2 separate regions of the Mus musculus genome follow, and region 2 is linked to region 1. Evidence: chromatin contacts called from public Hi-C data. All regions are on one chromosome and are shown on one strand. The core of a region is the stretch at or near the end of the contact, and the rest is flanking DNA. Distances in the headings are between cores, read along the strand shown.

Region 1 (5,675 bases), core at 1,614-4,113:
GCCCAGCAGCCCCAGTCTCTTGCGGTCACCTCATGCCCTAAAACACCGACTACTTCTGTAAGTACAGCCCCCATTTATTACTGCAAGAAAAGATGGGCTGAACGGCTCATTCTGTGTTCCTCAGACAGAATGACAGAAAACAAACAAACAAACAAACGAGAAATCACTACTTACTGTCCACAATATATCTTCATATATCTGATAACCATTTTCTATTATTTATTCACTCATTCCTCAACCTCTTCATTTTTCTCCATTTCCCAGATTTACTATGAACTCCATGAGGGCTTTCCTTATGGTATCCCTGTTGCTAATGCTATTTTAGACATTGGAGAGCATACAAAAATAAGTAAGCCTGACCATAAGGCAGCTACCAAAACAAACACAAATTGCTAAACACACAGCAATCCAAGCACTACATAAATATACACATAAGGGCCTACGGTAGTAAATATAATTAGGACTGTTACAAGAATCTCCATAAAGGGATGGGCCTTAAGTGATGAATGGGATTCAGTTAGGCACAAGAAAACAATATGAATGAAAAACAAAGGAATGGCACAATGTGTGACAGAAACGTTTCCTTTCTTCAGAACAAAACGCTAACTGACAGGCTGGAAAATGAATTTGGATCCAGAGACTACAACGGTCCTCTTACATACTGCTAAAGACACTGTCCTTTACTCATTGCATAGGCAATTCAGAGTAACGTGCTGTTTTTAAAAGCAAGGCCATTACACAGCCAAGGGTAGCTAGGCATGGAGATTGTCAGCAAAATAAGTCAGAAAGTCATGGTACCAGCTGGGCAAGAGTTGGAGAAGGCCGGAGAACAGAAGTTGGGTAGCAAGGACAGGTGAGTATCAACAAGGTGTGAAGACCAAGAGGAAAATGGAGGACAACTGACTCTGCTTGTGTAACATTAAGGGAGCTGATTTTAGCTATGTTAAAAAGCAAAGGAAGAAATGGCTGCTCTAATAATTTTTCATACACTGAAAGGCCTAAAGTTTCCATTTTAAAAATAATTTTCAGGGTTTCTTCTTGTGGTTTGGTTGTTGTTTTGATTGGTGGTTGGTCTGCTTTGTTTTGCTGAAGTAGGGTCTTAGGCCAACTAAATGCTAGGCTGATCAACTGTGTGCCATCATGTCCAGATTATTTTAAGAGGTTCTGTAGAACACCCAGTTAAAGCTCCCTCGAGTTCTATGAAACATCAAAAGTCTTCAAAGAGCATGCGAATAACTATTGACAATGTAAGAGCTGGCTTTGGTGATAATTTCTACAAGTTTTGTCAAAACCAGAACAGCAAAGAAAAAATCTAAATTTTTCTAAACTAAAGTCAGCCTGGGGGAACAGAGAAATATAAGATGGGCGTGTGTGTGTGTGTGTGTGTGTGTGTATGCGACAGTAACACATTTGAAATTAGAATTCAAATACTTTTATGTATTCATAAACCAGGAAACATGTTAAAGGACTGATCCCTTGATCCCTCAACGACATCTAAGTACCAAAGATCCATGAAACACAGCAAAAGTCAGATCGAATATCCCAATTCCATTGACAGTTAGTTACAAGGGAATTGAAGGCCTCCAAAGACCTTCACTGAAGAAATGGGCAGCTCAACCAGACAGAGAGAGAAGTACTAGCCCTACTCATAAACTTAAAGCATAAATACCCACCGCTCTCCAGAAAAATCACCAGGGCTATGGAGGCAGATTCACCAAAAATATCTAGTTTCCCAAAGGAAAACACAGAGCAAAGGAAATTCATAGAGCAGAGGAGAGGCAGAATCTAATTTAGAATACCAATTAAATAACCAATTTCATCTTTTTATAAACCAGGATTCTCGGTTTTGTTTAAAGGACCAGAAACTTAAGAGAGATAAGGCAAGACCACGTGAAATCATTTGTAAGGAAGGAGTAGGCAGCCCAGACTAGCCTCGAACCTCGAACTCAAGGTCCTCTTGCTTCAGTCTCCCAAACGTTGAGATTTAAAACCATGCAAAGTAGCAAAAAGTTTGAAACTATCAGATGCCTCAACTTTCCAATACGTGGCAAAAATCACTAACTTCATTTGGCCTTGACGTCCTTCCTCGTCTCTAAAACCTGAATGCTACCTATGGGCTGTTTATGGAATAGACAATGTCAGGCGCTTAGTGAACCAGAATGTACTGCCAAATGCAAAGAAATTGTTTTAAACCTGGCAGGAGCGACTTCCATTTTACTTCCCAAACGGAAACACCATTAGGTTAAATGTCTAGTTCCTCGAAAGGAAGCCAACAAAGCGGGCTCGGGTCTCAAAGAACCCTCCAAAAGCCCCCCAGGCCTTCTCGCGTCCCCTTAACCACCATCACCTGTTCAGGTGAGGGGGTGGGAGACTACCAAGGCGAACACCAACGTCAGGAGCTGCATACAATGACTCGCCCAAGGTCAAAAACATTACAGTGGAGACAAGCCAGGCTTGCCAGCGGCAGAGGATCTGTCTTCTCAGGTGCTGCCCCTTCCGGAGCCTCAGGGAGCGGCCAAGGGATGCGGGTCTGCAGAGAGCATCCGACCTCCTTCTGCAGGCCCACTCCTGACCACCGCGGGCGCGGCCAGCTCCTACGCCCACCCTCAGCTAGGGCCCCACCCCCGAGGCCAAGACCCCTGCGCGGGAGACCCCACAATAGGAAGTTTTCCCGGCTCGCACCCCACGCCAAGTCCACGGTCTCACGCACTATGGCGGCCCGGCCCAGGACCCCGGCGGCGACACCACCCAGGCGATGCCGCCGGACATTCAGCCTTTCCCCGACCAGCAAGCCCCTCCTTCGGCCCAGACAGCGAGCACAGACGACTGCAGACTTCCTCCGCGAGCTCCGCCTCTTCGCTGCCAAGACGCACCCTCCCACCGGAGACGACGGACAGGCCCGTGAACCAATCGAAGCACTCCGAACTGGAAGGGTCACGCGGACGGACAGACTCTGGAACCAATCCGTACGCGAAGCGGGAGGGGGCGTGGCTCAGTGTCTTGAGAGCCACGCCCCGTCTGTGCTTTCGCCACCGCGGAGGAGGCGAAGGAAACTTTCCCAGAGTTCCTTAGAGCTCCCTGGGTCCCCGCGGGGGCCCAGGAGACAGCAGCGGGCGGGGAGGGGGCTGGGGTCGGCTGCGGATTGGGTGAGGATCGGGCGGAGCACAAGGACACCGTTCCAGCTCTGAGAGGCCCCAGAAACCCTTGCTGTTGTGAGCCTGGTCAGCCGAAGGATGCGGCTGTCAGTCCGGCAGACATCCTCAGGCCAGGGGTGGGCCAGCTAGGTTCCAGGGTGGTGGGCAGCGTGCTCTCGACTGCCTGTGCAGCTACCACCGGAGCAGCCCAGCAAACATTCCCAGAAGCTGTCCGGTGGAGAGCAGACCACATCTGGGATGCGAGGCCAGAAGTCCCGCGTGCAGGACTTCGCGGTACACTGGCACCCTCCATTCTGATAGGTCTTCCGTTCCCAGTTCACTCGGGTGCAAGGGACAGCTCCAGGATGTCAGGTGCACACAGCCTTACCCCAAGCCCTGGGAGCCCGAGGCCCCACCCTGACGAGTACGCGTGTGTGATGCGCGGTAACCAGAATGACCTACGAGTGTGCATGTTGTCGCCTGAGGGGACACCATTCTACATTTGGAGACTGTGACTTCCAAACCAGGGCAAGAAGCATTAAAGACGCTAGCGGAGAGAATCTGGCTGGGGGCGGGCAGGGGGCGGTGCCGAGAGTCGGGGAAAAGGGTCACGTGGAGGAAGCGGAAGCGGAAGCGCCAGCCTTCTCTCACCTCCCAACCTATCATAGCACAGATCTGCTCTAAGACTGAACCTGGGTCTTCCTCCTACTTTTGTCCATCCTGGTCCAGGGCGATGGCTCTGCCTGGGGATCCGCGGCGCCTCTGCAGGCTGGTGCAAGAGGGCCGACTGCGTGACCTTCAGGAGGAACTGGCGGTAGCTAGAGGTTGCCGGGGGCCAGCCGGAGACACCCTTCTCCACTGTGCAGCACGCCACGGACGCCAGGATATCCTAGCGTACCTAGTGGAGGCTTGGAGTATGGACATCGAGGCTACCAACCGAGACTACAAGCGGCCTCTGCACGAAGCTGCCTCTATGGGCCACCGGGACTGCGTGCGCTACCTCCTGGGCCGAGGTGCAGTCGTGGACTCCTTGAAGAAGGCGGACTGGTAGGTGCCCAACCCACGGTCCAGAAAAGCTATATCGACACTCCCTGAAGAATCGCAGATTTTCATGTATTTTTCAGTGTGTTCGTTAGATTTATAACTTTTCTCAGCTTCTAATCTTCTCCCCGACCTCCCTTTCGTGTGGGTTTGGTTCTTTAGTTAGGGCAATCGTTTCCCGTCGAAAGAGTATGGAAATGTAATCAAGTGGAGTGAAACGGTTGAATTGTACTACTCGTGTGCCCAAGATGCGTTTTTCTGGAGACATCTTGCTAAAATTCCTGTTCACGATTACATAGTTTAATTTGCATGGCCACAGTGGATAAGTAGAGTTGATGAAATTCAGTTCGCCATGCACCGAATATTGAGTTCTTAGGCAGTTTTGTCACCTCTAGCCTTACAGAGCCACCAGCAGGGATGTTGGTGATACTCTCCCACCACTGAAAACAATTTCATTTCTTCCTAGATTGGCATCTTTTTTAGTTTCATGTCTAATTCCTAAGACCCTGTGAACTTCTTTAGGCTCATAACTTAATGAAATGCCCGCCTTCAAGTTATTTCAAGCTCTGTCAAAACATAGGGGCTGGAAAATATATCAGTTTCCCCTTGTTATTTCTCCACGGTCCTCAAAGAAGTCAGAGGCTGACAGTCTAAGGTGTTTTCCTGCCACGCCCCCCACCAGACTCCTCTAGGTTTTCCATCTGTACCAAAGACATAGGTAATGTGAAGGTTTGGCTTCTTCCAAGTGCCTCAGCTCCCTTCCATCTTGGTTGACCTTAGGACTCCTCTGATGATGGCGTGCACAAGGAAGAACCTTGATGTGATCCAGGACCTTGTAGAACACGGTGCCAATCCACTCCTGAAGAACAAGGATGGCTGGAACAGTTTCCACATTGCCAGTAGAGAAGGCCACCCTGTGATCCTCCGGTACTTGCTCACTGTCTGCCCTGATGCTTGGAAAACAGAGAGCAACATTAGAAGAACCCCTTTACACACTGCAGGTACCCCCTGCAAGCTCTGGAGTCTGTAGTGGCTTTGTGCAAGCACTGTCTACACTTTGTAGTTCAAGTTCCCTGCAGGGGAATGGAGGATTTGGGAAAGCAGAAGACAAGGCATCAGAGCATCTGTGCTCTCTTGGCGAACTATAAGTTTCTGAAGTGGCAGAACCTTTGGCTGATACATCATTGTGTTAGTCCACTTTTCCTGTGTGTCTATCTTGCCTGCCATTCCTGGTTCGTTAGACGATAAGCTTGTCTGTTCCTTCTAATGTCTGTGACCCTGGGTGAAGAACTTGGTCTGTATTTGAGCAAATATCCTTTGTAGCTTTTCATGATGGTAATGATTCCATGCTGTAGAGCCCTAGAGAAGAGCAAAACTAGAGTGGACTGTGTGGATAATAGTCTCAGGAGTCTAATAAAACAAGAAAGTTAAGAAGTAAGCCAGGCAGCATGGAAGCTGAGGCGGCAGTGCAATGCTGGGAGACCCTGCCTCATATTCCCT
Region 2 (5,675 bases), core at 1,631-4,130, 2.3 Mb after region 1:
CAGAGATTTCTAAATACAAGAAAAGTGGTAAAAGTTGTTTGTTTAAGGATGTGGGAGGCATGGGACATCTGGACTGCTGTCATAGTTCAGAAAAAAACTAGAGTATATGAAGTGAAGGGGCAAGCAAGTCCAATGCATTAAGGATGTAATGGTAGTACTAAGGTTAAATATTCCTCCCTTAGAGCGCCTCCCATTCTTAAACATTCTTTCTCACTTTTTCTTAAGAATTCTACATTTGCTCTATTTTAAAAAATGAATTGACTTTGAAGGGAGGAGACTCTCTGCACACCCATAATCGGACAATAACTTAAGGACTCTCTTCCTGATATGTATCCTATATTATTTCTAACATATAGATACCTCAAAGGTATAAGGAGTTAATAAATATTTATTGACTCATTGGCTGATTGAGAAATCATATAAGAGTTTTGAAGGAATGATATCATATTTATATGTTAGAAAAATCAGTATGTAATATAAAGTAGTTAACAGATAGGTTGAGTGTATTAATTAGTTTGGGTTATTATAATAACAGAAAAATTTCCAGAAGCTACTCCATTTTACACACAGATATCTTTGTTTATAATATAGAACAGTTTTAAAAATCAATTTAATTAAAGGGATATGACATTTCAAAATTAACTGTGGAATTTATTAAACATATTATAGAAACATTTTAATGTGAAATCAAGTCTCTAAAATGTCTTTTAAGAAACTGTTATTAAAAATAAAATGAGTAATTTCAGTATTTTAGGTAATATGGCAAGTTAACCCCAAAATACAAAGCCATGCCACCTTTTATATTTGCCTTTTCTTGTACATATAACATTTCTTATTTTTAAAACCTCTATTTCATAGCATATTACATAATAAAGATCCCCAATAGCAAAGTCATTCTTCTATGTCAGAATACATGGTTAATGTTATCCATACTAATATATGTTATTTCTGATTTTCACATATTGATGATTCAAATTTGAAAAGTAGTGTTTTGCTAGGTAACAACCTAACAATTTGATTTTATTACTGGATTAGAAGCATGCCCAAATATATTTTCATAACCATCTGGCTCTGAGTCAGGGCAATTATGATAAGGTACTTAAGGCACTGGCCCATCATTTTAAATGGATAAGTTGACACTTAATTCTGTCAGCGCAGTAATCAAGAGAAAAGTCTATTGAGAGACGATGCTCTGCTTCCCATACCAATAGTGGGAAGATTTTATACTTCTCATAATGACACAAAAGCACTTCAAAAATCTTAAGAAAATGGTGGCGTTAATGTCTGACATTTGTCACATTTTTATATTTTAACTCCACCCCTTTGAAAGAAAAATTATGCTCATTAAGTTACTCAGAAAATATTTTCGTTCAGGTTGTTTAAAATTGTAGAATTTTTTCACATATATTTGAAGGCTTTTTTTTTTTTCTTTTTCAGTGCCAAGGTCAGAACCCAGAGCCTCTCACATTCTAAACAAGTACCCCATCACTGAGGCTCATCCTCAGTCAGTCTTTAAAGCCTTTTAAACTCTTATCCACTCAGATGTCTATGTAAATACACATCTATGCTCTTACTTTCAATGGCCAAATAAGTACAATTATAACTATTGATTCCACTTGAGTGCTTACTATATGCTAGACACTATTACAGGGGATTTGCTTCTAGTAATTTATTTCATCTTCAATGGTTTGTCATTTCCGTTTCTTATTTATGAGGAAACAGACAGAGGAGTTTGTCCAATCTCTTTAATGTCGGACAGTTTAGCGGTCATCAAAACTTTGATATTGTAAACAACGCTGCCATTAATATCTTGGTTCATGTTTTAAAAGACTGTAAGATTTAAAATTCAGAATAACTGGAACCAGAGGCACATTTCCAAAAGCTGGCTATATACTTCCCATCCTTTCTCTTAAGAATGCTGTAATTTATACCCCATCAGGCAACTTTGTTTCCCATCCCTTGGATTCTTTTAGTTTTAAATGACTGAAAACGTTAACCGATGCTTTAGTTTGCTCCTCTTCCTCCAAAATTCGACTTTAACTGTTTAGTAAGCAAGCTGTTTGTACTGTTATACAAATCTTGTTGACATGTTTATAAGCTTCCCTTTTTGTAAGGGTCCCTATTTGGGCACTTTTTACCGAATCTCAGTGCATGTGCAAGACCGACTTGCTAACTTTACGTAATATTTCCAAGAGATGATTCTTTAGATTTCACATGATTTAGAGGACAATGTGTGTGTGTGTGTTGGGAGCTGGGGAGGGGGCGTGCGTTACATACATATGTACAAATTAGATCACCAAATCAACATTTTAAGTTGCCAAGAGTCCTCATCAATGTCTGGCTCCATTTTTCATGTGTGTGTGTGTGTTTTTTTTTTTTTTTCAATTTCTGCCGTTGGGTGTGCGTGCTTATCTCAGGCTGAGAAGGTCTAATCTTCTCAGGGACTCAGTGACTGCACGTTTAGTCAGTCGGAGCCCACACCCAGGAAGGCTCCCTCTGATCTCAGGCTGGGGAATGAGCCAGCGTTACCTCAGCCTCTCGAGAGGCTGTGCGCCTCGACACTCCCTCCAAGGGATTCAGGCCAGCTCCACCAGCTCACATGACTCCAATCCCAGCAACTTCCATGAACCCTCGACGAGCGCGCTCAACATTTTCCTCGGGTAACCCAAAGGACTGCCTGACTTTCTAGAGGGATTGCAACATCACAACAACCCATCGAATAAACCCAAGGAGTTAAAAATTAAGGGTTTGGCTGGACCCAAACTGAACCCTCTCCCTCTCCCAGTCTCTTATTCACTCTAGAGGCTCTTAGTCGGCCTCGGTGCGCCTGAAGGACCTCGTCCTCCCGAGACGCCCGGGGACATGGAAAAGCCGAGAACCTAGCCGCTAACCCCACGGGCACGCGGGAACTCAGCAGAGGAAGAGACAGCGGCGGCTCATCGCGTGGGCCTCGGCGGAGGCGGCGGGCTCTGGCCAGACCCGGAGCGGGCAGTGTTCAGGCAGCGCTCAAGTCGCCTACATTCCCGACACGCCCCGCGCGGGGGCCTGTTCCGCTTCTCGGCTGTTGCCGCCGCCGCCGCCTCTGTTGCTGGGGTGGGTGAGAGGAGGGGCTGAGAGGGACCCTGCACTGGCAGGCAGGCGCCCTTGCTGTGTTTGTACCTGAGGGGCCTCCTTTCTCCGTCACCCCTAGAGTGCCGCGGGGTCGAGGGGCAGTCCCCGGGGACACCTCGGCACGCAGCGGACATGCCTCTCTTTGCCACCAACCCCTTCGACCAGGATGTTGGTAAGTGTTTTCACCGCCCCCCGTGGGTGCCCCCCGAGACTGCGAGCCCGCGCCGACTCCCGTCCCACTGCGTTCGTTCATTCTGGATTCCCGAGGCCGAGCCCACGTTCTTCTCTCCCGGGGCCCCTTCGTTCAGAGTTGGGAGAGGGTTGAGCGCTTGGCGCATCCTCTTTGGAAGAAATGGGACTTAGAACCTCTCTAATGGGCCTTGGTAAGGGACTTGGGGAGGGGGAGCTTTGAAGGAATCGCTTAAGGGATTCGGGGTAAAGGGTTGCCTCGGGAGGAACAGACGACGAAGCCATCTGCCGCTGGGGCATGGCTTCTGGGAGAAGAGCGAAGGACAGACGTATCTTGGCTTAAGCAGATTGATTATATGCTCTATCGCCAAAGTATTTGCCTGGCCCAATGGAACTGGCAGAATGTTTTAGGTAAGGTTACTTAAAGGGTTTTTTAAATAGCCCTATAACGGTCCCTGGAGGAGAGAGGTCTGGTTACGTACTGGTAGGTTGAAATGTTGGAAGAGATGGAGATGGATTACTTGGCAACAACTGAAAACGCAGACATGAGCCTTTGGGATGCCTTTTTCAGGCTGGGCCTCTGCCTTTGGGGAAGTGTGGAAGAGGATTTTGATTCTAGGATGGGGTCTGAAATGCTAAATTTTTTGTTGTCTGAATCATTGGTATTAGGTACCAAGCATACCAATTTAACAGGTTAGCTATCTATTTTTCAGACCTGATTTGAATTTCTTGAAAGAATTTTGGGATGTTTTTGAATGCATTACATTGAACTACACTGGCAGCATAGTGTGGAATGAAAGCGAACCAATACCATCCAGTCCCACAGGCTGAATTTAAGCATAACTGTAGTAAAAGAATGTAAGGATAACTTGTGAGAGTTACTTTATGAATTTTGTTTATTAGAGGTGAATTTTACATTTTGCCAACTGGAGAAAATGTACTATTACTGCCGCTTCCTGCCTGGTTCATAGTGATTCAGTTGAATGTCCTGAATCTGAGCTGTGGATGGAACTTTAGAAATCATCAATAGTGCTAAATAAGTAATGAATTGGGAAATTGTGTTTAATAAGTGCTTAGCACCAGTACTTACTGAACACAGTGTTCATTGACAAGAAATGCAACCATGAAGACCATCTCATTGCGGCTCTTTGGCTGTTTTACAATTTGTTACATCAGTCTTTAGGACAAATGCTTATAATAAAACAATATTTGCTGCCTCTGTTCCTGGCACCTATAGTGATCCTATATGATCTTGCTTTCTGCTAATCAGTCACACTTATATTCTCCTGGCTTGTTCCTTTTTGTGGTATTGGAAATGGAACCCAGGGCCTAATATGTATTCTTTCTGTTTTTTTTTTTTGAACTCACATTTGCAGTGGATTCAGATGGATTTCTTGATGTTAAACCTGTTCTTGCTACCTACACCGCCCAGTCCAAACACAGGCCCCTTCTTGCCTTTATACTTTTGTTTCTGTTATTTCATGTGTCTTTCCACACATATGTCCTCATGCTTTAAGGTCAACTTAGAGTCTGACTTGTTGTACCTGAATTATTTGCTGATTCCTGCAACCTGGAGTTTATAAGTAGCAGTGTTACTGACAGTTTGGAATAGATAAAATCCTTAAGGAGGTTATGCTCTATACATGAAGGCTGTTAACTTTGTATTTGCTCTTCACTCAGTGGATGCCAGTAACATCTCACAGCCAGTCATGACTTTAAAAGACATGACTTAATGTCTCGGGGGCTGTTTAAATACAGTGATTTTTCACCTTCCCCATGTTCTACAAATTTCAGCATTTTTGTCTTAAACATTACATATCAATGTGTTCTTTATTTTGCTCCTTGTTTGATGGCTGCTGCATAGTTGGCTTTGAATAAGTGCTTGTTGAGTTGAAACTATGTTAAGCCTGTTAGACATGTTTTTTTAGAAATCACTCTGAATTATAAAGATACTTTGTGCCATCAGGTCCCTACTGATTTGTATTTACCGATCCCAACAGCCAGTTCCTCATCCAGTTTTTTATTGATGTCTTACATTTTTCTTCTGTGCTTTATCCATAGGTTTGTAGGTCATCAGCCCTTTTCTGGTTTTCTGCTTAGCTTTTTAGTGTCCCCTCCCCCACTTTTTTTCAGTGTCTAAATGCTGAGCAGTAATAACAGCTCTTCTCCATTAAGACTTTCTTCTCTTAGAGTCTTATGAGATTTAGTGCTTAGTAGAATTTGGAGTGATTTGCTTAAGTTCAGGTTTCATGCTTGCTGCTTATCAGCAATCTGGCTTTAAGCTAGTTGGTTATTCTCTGCCTTTGTTTCTTTGTCTTTAAATATGGAGTATAAGAATTATAATGTTCCCTTAAATATATTTGCAAAAGCAAAAA

What was found. A called contact is a pair of places that touch in the nucleus more often than the background predicts.
Region 2: a Hi-C map of uterus shows a contact between it and region 1, with 6 times the contacts expected there. The contact joins the promoter of Stamos here to the promoter of Fbh1 in region 1. A contact is called at or near these places in 4 of 39 promoter capture datasets (hippocampal neurons, liver and pre-B cells), 2 of 484 Hi-C or Micro-C datasets (brain and uterus), 1 of 115 datasets of contacts at active chromatin or transcription factors (astrocytes) and 1 of 9 other capture datasets (adipose tissue).

The regions. Positions count from the first base shown.
Region 1 is chr2:11,774,722-11,780,396 of GRCm38.p6, forward strand. It overlaps Fbh1 (F-box DNA helicase 1), which reads right to left and starts at 2,864. Exons shown (of 21, transcript NM_015792.2): 1 at 2,711-2,864. The coding sequence starts at 2,711. It overlaps Ankrd16 (ankyrin repeat domain 16), which reads left to right and starts at 3,032. Exons shown (of 7, transcript NM_177268.4): 1 at 3,032-4,181; 2 at 4,956-5,176. The coding sequence starts at 3,868.
Region 2 is chr2:14,071,054-14,076,728 of GRCm38.p6, forward strand. Stamos (signal transducing adaptor molecule (SH3 domain and ITAM motif) 1, opposite strand) reads right to left here and starts at 2,881. Exons shown (of 2, transcript NR_038162.1): 1 at 2,530-2,881. It overlaps Stam (signal transducing adaptor molecule (SH3 domain and ITAM motif) 1), which reads left to right and starts at 3,047. Exons shown (of 14, transcript NM_011484.3): 1 at 3,047-3,283. The coding sequence starts at 3,244.